Linked DNA regions of Mus musculus: region 2 is linked to region 1. The links are chromatin contacts, called in public promoter capture Hi-C maps. All regions are on one chromosome and are shown on one strand. Each heading gives the region's core, a stretch centred on a gene start, on an enhancer-like site or on the middle of the called end of the contact. The rest is flanking DNA. Distances are from core to core; before and after follow the strand shown. Region 1 holds the start of 4933402D24Rik (RIKEN cDNA 4933402D24 gene). Region 2 overlaps Klf7 (Kruppel-like factor 7 (ubiquitous)).

Region 1 (4,735 bases), core at 1,312-3,811:
GATGGAATTGACCCTCATTTCTGAAAGTTGCTGGCAGAGCACAGGAGGTGTGTGGTCTACCCTTCAATGTGTGTGTGTGTGTGTGTGTGTGTGTGTGTGTGTGTGTGTGTGTGTGAGAAGTAGGAGATAGTTTATCCTGAATAGGGGCAAAGTTGGTTGGCCCAAGGCATTCTTTTTCTCCCACAGGCTGCTTGGGGGTCGTGTAGCTCACAGGCTCTTTCTTTCATTGTATCCTTCCTGCAGAGTAAAAATTCTTCTTCAAGAGCTACAGTAATCCTTCCTGCTTGTGTTAGTAACATGCAGTTGTTTTGGAGATGGAATATTACTCTCACAAACACTTCCAGAGAATTCTACCTTCCCTGGGTCTGACCTAGAGTCGTCCACACCCTCGTTTCTTACCTTCTTATCCTGGGAGCAGGCTCTGGTTCCATGGCAAGTGACTTCCCCAAGGTTCCTGAGCCTGGTCCAATAAATAGAAAGCATCTCCACTTCTCTTCAAGAAACCAAGTCTGTAAGAATCCTCAGTGGTGGGAAAGTGGTTTCACAATTGGGTTTCATTTTAAACAAGTGATTCGATGCACTGGAGGGCTAATATTAGTAAATGAAGTTGATAAAACTCAGTCATAGGCTCTGTGTGTGTGTGTGTGATAGCTTTTCCCTCATGACCTAGTACCTGAGATAATGAGTACAAGAGTAGCAAATGTTTAATTTTTGCTCATGGGTTCAGAGGTTTTAGGCTGCAGTTGGAAGAGTATTTGATGAGTCTGTTTAAGCAGACTGAAGCCCTCCCACTCCTTCAAAATACAACAGCCACTGATTTTTAAGCATTTCCCTTAAAGTTTAAGTAAACAAAACATCCAACTCTGAGAACCATCTTACCCATTTACAGGTGAAGACACCAAGACTCCCACTTTACTATGCCACATAACTCTGAGGAAGTTATTTAAATTCCTAGCTACTACATTCCACATATTATATATATTATAGTCTTGTAGCAATCAGAAGCCAGTTGTTTTCAAGAAAAAGTCTTAATGTTCTTATTTTTATAATAGAATATGAGAGAACTAGCACATTATAAATGGGTGGCCATTTTCATTTTGAAGTGAGTTTTACCTTGGATGAGAAAGGTTGTTTGTCTTTTCTTTCTGTATGTTGATCTATGGGGAGTCAAGGATAGCAGTGCTGTTGGGCCAAGGATGAGGACACCCAGTTTGTAGGCTCTACCTCTACCATGTGAATGGTCCAGACCTTGGTTTTTTCCACTCTATGAAAGATGAAGCTGGAGTAGATAATTTCTAAGACAGGACGTGCTTCCACCTTTAAAAATTCTCAACATAAGCTGCAATTCTCCAACCCATCATCCTAAACCAGGCTTTAAACTTCTGGATGAATAGGCTTCCATCCCAGGACCAAGAATATGCAGTTCCTCTTAAATCAAACTCAACATTAAATTGCACTGCAAACAAAAAGTTTCACACGGTTTGAATGTTGCTGTGTAGAATTTAATGAGCTCCATATGCCTGACCTCTGGAAGGAAATGATGTTGGGAACTGTAGCTGGGGAAGAGGCTAAGGGCATCAGCATCTGCTGTGAGTTACTTGGAGGGAAGGGAACCGACCGCATTTTTGTATCACTGCCAAGCTGGAGAGGTGGAAACGCTTTGCAATCTGTGCGCTCACCTTCTGAGAGCGGGCTGACAGTTTTCCAATGTTTTCCTTGCTCTTCGGGAAGTTGTGGAGGACAGCAGATTCTAACTTCCTTTCTGTAGCTGCAGCAAACATCTCAAGTCTGCGGGGGCAATTGGGTTTCAGGTCCGTGCTGAAGAGAGCAGGCTGTCCTAGGAGACACATGAATGATGTGACTGACCACTAGACTTGTTTGAAAGAATCTGCTATCCCTGCTGGGCCCTTCCTAAAACCCGGGTCTGATAACAGCATCCTTTCTCCTTATTAATATATATACATACATCCTCTCTGCTATACACAGACTGTCAAATTGGACCTGGATGCACTTTGGAAAGGTTCTTTGGTCTTCTATCTTTACCCTCTTGTGCCCCATCTACGGACCCCTCAACAGCATTCAGGTTTCATCTCTCTGGACTTTCTAAGTGCTTTCTCCTCTGCGGTGTCCCTACCATCTGTTTATCACGCAGGATGCTCCTGCACCACACAACTCATTGACCACTTTGCAGGATGCGTCTCCATTCTCCCCTTTGCCCTCTGTGCTTTGTCTTTTCTGTCTCATAACCCTGTTGGAGTGAGGAGGGGGCTGTGCAGTCTGCTCCCAGTCAGTTGGAAAGGTTTTTGTGAATGAGACCTTGTGGGCTCCTTTCCTTTATTTTCTGGGGGCAGAAAACAATCTAATTTCAGTAAATGTTGGTTAAATGAAGACAGGAAAGAAGGAAGCTAGGGCCAGAAATTCTTCAGGGCAACGCAAGAGCCTGTCTCTTAAGGCTTCTTGGATTCCTCTGGTTACCTCGTCTAAAATAATTCATGTCCATCAGCTGTTCTGCGGCACATCCTTTCTGAAGACTATTGTCTAATGGTAGGAGACAGTTAGTGTTCTACTGACCATAGGGGGTTGCTATGAAACAGAACAGAACAGAGAGCATCAGCAGATTCCTCATCTTCTCACAATGCTGCTGTGTGCCCTGTACAGACGACACCGAAAGACTCTTCTCTTAGAGATGTGCTGCACAAAGTCATTTTCTGTGTCACTCGTTGCAAACAGACAGTTCTCTCCAATTGGAGAGGCAACCATTTATGTCTTTTGTCATAGAGTAGGATTCCATTCATATTTTTGTTCCTACATTCATTTCAGAGGGTTTCTCAAGACCTGAACTATTTTTTGGCAAACTATCACTTTTCTTCCTGGTACTAGACTCAGAGAATAAAGGCCATTTATGCTTTTTTTTTTTAATTATTAAGAGTTGTATCAAAATTGAAAATCAGAATTCTGCGTTGTCATATTTTCATGAGACATGGCAGTATTCAAACACATTGTCTCATGTGATTTTTGCAACAGACTTGTGACATGAACGAGGCAAATATCAGAGGTAGAAAAATCAGAGGTAGAAGGTGACATGATACTGTGGGTGGGTGACTCCCCTCTCAATCCCAGTCATCTTAAGTGAGGAGGACCACTAGCCGTGCAGAACAGCATGGTTTGGGTTACCTTTGCAAGTGTTTAAATCCCGAGTCAGGCAAACCATGTTGGGTGCTGCCTGCTTCCCGTTGTCATGTTCTTCATGCGTGATAGGATTGAGGGAGGAAAACAAGAAGGACTGACCATTCTTTTAGTGACCGTTTTAATGTAGAATCACAGCTGAATTTACTTGGAGGGGGGAGGCCGGTTGTAAGATTATTGTTTTTCTTCTTTTTGTTTTAAACTGAGACTATCTGTCCCCTTTCATCATTTTCAGAGAACTGCTAGGGCAGACGTTGGGAAGGAATATAGCAAGTCCATTTGTTAGAATACCTGGACCCTCCTCAGAAAAGGTGAGGGTGATCAGTATGTTAAGAGCTCAGTTAAAAACAGGGAACATTAAAAGCAGGTAAACTGGGGGTTCCCTGTGAACACGTGCCTTCGTTAGAAAAATGGAATTTGAGGCTCTAAAACACAGCCTGTTTCCAAGTAATTGCTGAGTTCCCCCAAATCTTGTTTAACATATTGCTGGGATAATGCATATGAGATGGTTAAAAATGGAAGGGAGAAAAAAAAATTCCCCAACACCCTTAGAGGAATTTGCAATTCATAAAGTTACTGCCAATTTTGCATTATAGTTGCCATGGCAGCCGTGCTAGGCTGCTGCTCAAACATTCCTCAGAAGGGGAAGGAATAGTATATAATAAGCTCTTCAAGTGTAATTTTTTATTGTAGTTGAATTAGTGTGTAATTCTCGTGTGAGCAGCCCAGTAATCCGTGAATGCGCACTCTAGCAACGATGCCGATTTCTTATCTCTGCGTGCTTATGCAATCTATGAAAAAGTTGCTGCCTGCTCCCAGTGCTTGCTAATTAATTATTAAAAAATAACAAAAAAAGCATTAGTGGCAATTAATTAATTACAAAAGCAAAAGCACAAACAATAAAAACAGCATTTTGAACATGACTCCAAGGGCCTGGCCAGCTTGTTAAATGGAACTGCTTTCAGCCAAGCTTCAAGGCTGAGTTTTGTGTCTCACCCTGCTCCTTCCATGTTTGCGAAGTAGCCATCAGAGCCAGTTGTTAGACCAAAATAATGCTTTATTTTTGTCGTCTACATAGGGAGCGTTTTTGAAAAAAAAAAACCTAAATTTTCTTTGCTCAGCTTCTGGGGAGTGAGTCTAACAGGTTGCACCATCCAGGTCTGAAACAAAGGCAGTTTTGGCTTCAGTGCCCTATACCCCAGGCCTGTATTTCACTGAGGGAGAGACACTGTAGACAAGTCATTTTTATTAGTTTGTTTTGCATTGTGACAAAGTAGCTAAGGATGGGTAGTTTAGAAAGAAACCAGGTTTATTTAGCCATAGTTTTAAAAACTGAAATCCTAAACAACACAGTGGCAGCCCTGGAGTGGCACCTCTGGCTACATTGCAACATGGCAGTGGCTATCACGTGGAAAGGACATGTAAATGGGAAAACTCACATAGTGAGACAGGAAGCCAAAGAGAAGGAAGGGCTGGGCTCTCTGACGATTATCTTATAGACCCATATTCATCTCCTTAGTGACCCAATCAGCTTACAGAAGACCCCACC
Region 2 (4,041 bases), core at 408-2,907, 290 kb after region 1:
CCACTGATGCTCCCATGCCGCTGCTGAGGTACTTAGGGTCTATGAAACTGTCACCTGCTTTCCTACCTCACCAGCTACTGACCGTCTCTAAGATATGGAGTGCCCACCATCTCTAAATACTACCACCTCGCTACACCGCTCCTGACTGGGGTGTCCTTGTCCATTCATATGGTGTTTGCTTCCACATGTCACCCCCTACTAAAGCATTTTATACCCACCCCCCAAATTTGGGCCTTCTCCAAATCTTCAATCTTTGGACCCCTACTTTTTGTTTCTTGTAGATACTTATCTTTTAATGGCACAATATTCTGTCCTGATTTTTCCCACCAGAATTAGATGCAAAGTATTTTTAAACTGAGACATTTTATACTTGTAATTCAATAAATACTAAGTATATAATAAATACTATATGCTATATACTTTATAATAAATGCTATCCCAAACACTGGTAGAAATGTTTTGTTGTTTACCTCTTTCATCAGGAAGATTCTAACACAGGCTCAGATACACGTTTGCACCCAACCCAACACTTGCTAATTAATAAGTCAGCGATCAACCAAAATCCAATAGTACAAGAGCTTGTTACTGCCTTGTCTACCAGATCCACAGACCTTTAAGATGCATTATCTTAAGGATAATGGACTCTTCATCTCTGTCCACAGAAATCAAGCCAGGTCAATTCTTAGACTTCTTCTCTAATTCACTGATAGGAAAAAAGAAGCTCCGCTTTGTAACATGCACTGAGTTCCACCAGCATTAGTTCTAATATGCATCTGCCAATTACATGGCTGGAGATGAAAGTGAATGGAAAGACTCACTCCATCAGAGAAATCCCACAGGGGAAGCATCAGGCTCACACAGAAACACTGCAGGGCCCAGGGTGTTTGGTAAGTGTGGTGTGTGGTGTGTGTGTGTGTGCCGCCATGTGGAGAGGAAAGGCCTTTGACTCATTAGAATCATTAAGGCAGAAGCTCCCAGAGGACAGCAGACATACTGAAATCTGAAGGATGTCAGGGACAAGGCCATTCCAAAGAGAAGGACCAATATGTGAAAAGGCCCAGATATGGTAAGCGGCAGTGGCTTATCTCAGCGAGGTGAAGGGTGAATACATGGGGAATAATCCTAAGAATGGACAGACAGATGGTAACAGTCAGACCAAGGGGCCTTAATTACAAACTAATTGTCTTGAGGCCAGAGCCCTGGAACTAGCTTGTGATAGCTGTATGTTTAGAACATGACACAATGTATGACCTTCATACTTCTAGAAGCTTGTACTTGGGAAGTGTCACCATCACAGGTGGGTTCTCCACCTCCCCTCCCCTAACCCCCAGACTCCCCACTTCCCCCACCCCTGTCCCTGCCTGACTGCTTGCCTCCATTCTTCTGTCCCTCCCTCCTGCCTTTTGTGACATGGCCTAGAAGAGACTAAGCATACTGGAGATCTGTCAGAGACCTTCCATTAACCTGGTGCGAACACACACACAGGCCTGCTCTATCTTCTGCCCTTCCTCCCACCACTGTCTCCTCAATCTGCATTTGTCCTCGGTCTGATGCTTCCTAATAGTGATCATTGTGAAAGCTTGATGATGGAACCATCCACAGAATCTACGTTAGCACACACAAGACCTCCCCTTCCCCTCAAATCTGCAAACAATTCAGCACAAACACCTGACACCCACATATGCAGAAGCGCCCCCACACAATCTGTCAGACTCCAGAGCCCTAACCTCAAACAGCCTGAATTTCTTCAGCGCTAAACCCACAGCTATGATATTTTCTCTTTATTCTTGTACTGAAAAATGAAGGCATCCTGGGAAGAAAATGTCAATGCAATTTGACTTTGCATTCAGGAGGGAGAAAATGTGCAAGAAATATTAGCATGTGGCCAATCGGACCCTATAGGCTTGCTCTCTCAAGGTGGTGATTTCGTATCTGCTTCCTATTATTCCAATAGTGCTATATTCTCATGAAATGCAAAATGTACAGGAAGCTTCCAACCAACTTCCTCCACTTCACAGGGAGCTAACTTGCACACACTTATTTTGATTCCCAATGCACCACCAACTAGGATTGCACTAGGGATTTCCCCCAGACCATGGGCCACATTAGGAAATTCATGAGCCAAGCATTTTAAATTAGGAGGGCTGTATTATAGGCTAAACCAGAAACTACTTTTAAGAGCAAGAGCATATAGCAGCTCCTGTCTCCGCTTACACACTTCTTAGCTACAGTAAGATCCCCTGACTACTGGTTAATGAATGACCACTCAGTGTACATACCTATCATCATCTCAGTGTTGTGGAAGCTAAAGCATGAGCACTACAAGCTCGGGGAAGACTGGGCTATAAAGCAAGACCCTGCTTCAAAAGGTCTCAAAAAGTAAAGTAATAAACAAACAAACAGGCAAGCAAGTAACCAAATAATCTCAGCTCCATTGGGTTGCTGGATGATGCATGATTAAGCCCTGGTTGTTAAGACAGGAGTGGAAAGTGGACTTGCTGGGAGCCATCTTGAATAATGGGGACAAGCAATTCCTTAAAATCTGACCCTTCGGGACAGAGAACATAAGATGACAATGAGTCCTGGTGGTAAACAGCTTCTTAGAACAGAGCTAAGAGCCCAGGTTGAGAGAGAGAGAGAGAGAGAGAGAGAGAGAGAGAGAGGCGGGGGGGGGGGAAATCTTACACATAATCTTGAGCTAGCTTGAATCTTGGACACAAAAGCTGTGAAGGACCCAGTGAATGTATACGATAACAGAGAAGCAGATGAAAAGGTTCCATATCCAATGACCAGGACCTACAGCATAAAAAACTATTCCATTACTCAGTCACTTTTCTCCCCTTTCAGTCACATTGTCAGTCTCCAGAAAAGGTACCTCGTATGCAAGTACAGCATAGTAGAAACACATCTACATGCATATGCAGGCAAGCTCCTCTCCAGCATGAGGCCCGGGTTCTAGTCCAGCTCCTGAGATTACTGTGCATTCTTAGGAGAGTTATGAGGTCTGTGAATTCATTCCCCTCAACTAAATGGAGCTAATTTCTTGTCTGGCATCAGTCTCACAGGCCTGTTATGAAGTACAGAGAAATGGTGAAGATGCCTAGAGACCAGTGTGAAGGGTCTCTAGATGACAAGTCCTGAGACTAGTGTTTCATTCAATAGAGATGCTCTTCCATATCCCCGCTCTTAAACACATGATGTGGTGCTGGTTACAGAAGCAAAGGGTTTGGGCCCTACAACATAACCTCAATATTGCATTTATAAATACAGCCCAAAGTCTAAACACCACTTAACTATGGTGTGTAACTCATCGATGTCACATAATTCATTCAGTGAAATGTGCCTCCCTTTTCTAGATGTCTATAATATTGCCTGATACATCTAGGCATCTATCCTAGGGGGAGAGAGAGCGAAGGAGAAAAATGAGAATGAATGTGGGGGAGAAGAACAAAATGTTCACCTAGACAAGTTTAACAGTTAAATGCATCTCTGCAGAGACATCTTGAACAAGTGTCCTGATTCTACCTCTTCTTAACGGCTGCTCGTGTTTTACAAATCATGGTGGGATGGGCCGTACATTAATATTCATTCATCAAGCACCTTTTAAGTACTGTATCCCTTAGGACCTTGAGTTGCTTTATGGATATTTTGTTCTTTAACCCTCTCAATAGCCCCCAGTGAGACAGTGGCCCCTTTGTTCTTCTAGAACAGAAATGAAGCTATTTACCAATTCACCTAGTGTATGAGAGAAAGAATGAAGATTGCAGACCAGGCAATCTAACCTTAACTTACGAAACATATATAATCACTACATCACTGCCCCTTTCAACAATTACAATAGACAAAGAAAATGCATCTTTACTTTCCCTTTGGAGATAGGTTCTGATAAAACAGAGGTTTCAATGGGAAAGAACGCCATAGCTACTTAGATGTACTCATAGAGTAGTGCTTTTAAAACATGAAGAAGCGAAGGAACGTAACCTGCAAAGACTAAAAGCTCTCCTCTCCAATAGGTTCGAGGTCTCAAGTTTGGTGTACAGA

The links. Promoter capture Hi-C pulls out the DNA fragments that hold promoters and counts their contacts.
Region 2: a contact with region 1 is called in a promoter capture Hi-C map of hippocampal neurons, with 4 times the contacts expected there. The contact joins the enhancer-like site here to the promoter of 4933402D24Rik in region 1. A contact is called at or near these places in 4 of 39 promoter capture datasets (the 3T3-L1 cell line, hippocampal neurons and neural stem cells), 1 of 15 datasets of contacts at CTCF or cohesin (pro-B cells), 3 of 484 Hi-C or Micro-C datasets (cerebral cortex and stem cell-derived neural stem cells) and 5 of 115 datasets of contacts at active chromatin or transcription factors (differentiating embryonic stem cells, embryonic basal ganglia, embryonic fibroblasts and 2 more).

Annotation. Positions count from the first base shown.
Region 1 is chr1:63,766,706-63,771,440 of GRCm38.p6, forward strand. 4933402D24Rik (RIKEN cDNA 4933402D24 gene) reads right to left here and starts at 2,562. Exons shown (of 3, transcript NM_001256158.1): 1 at 2,476-2,562; 2 at 1,680-1,837. The coding sequence starts at 2,500.
Region 2 is chr1:64,054,489-64,058,529 of GRCm38.p6, forward strand. The region is part of intron 2 of Klf7 (Kruppel-like factor 7 (ubiquitous)); the gene reads right to left. Among named protein-coding and RNA genes, the nearest start is that of Mir6899, 14 kb to the left of the region's middle. Within about 2 kb of position 1,658, at least 18 of the 459 cell types and tissues checked have an H3K27ac peak or open chromatin away from gene starts, as enhancers often do. A contact at or near this core is called in cerebral cortex and hippocampal neurons, where this site is marked.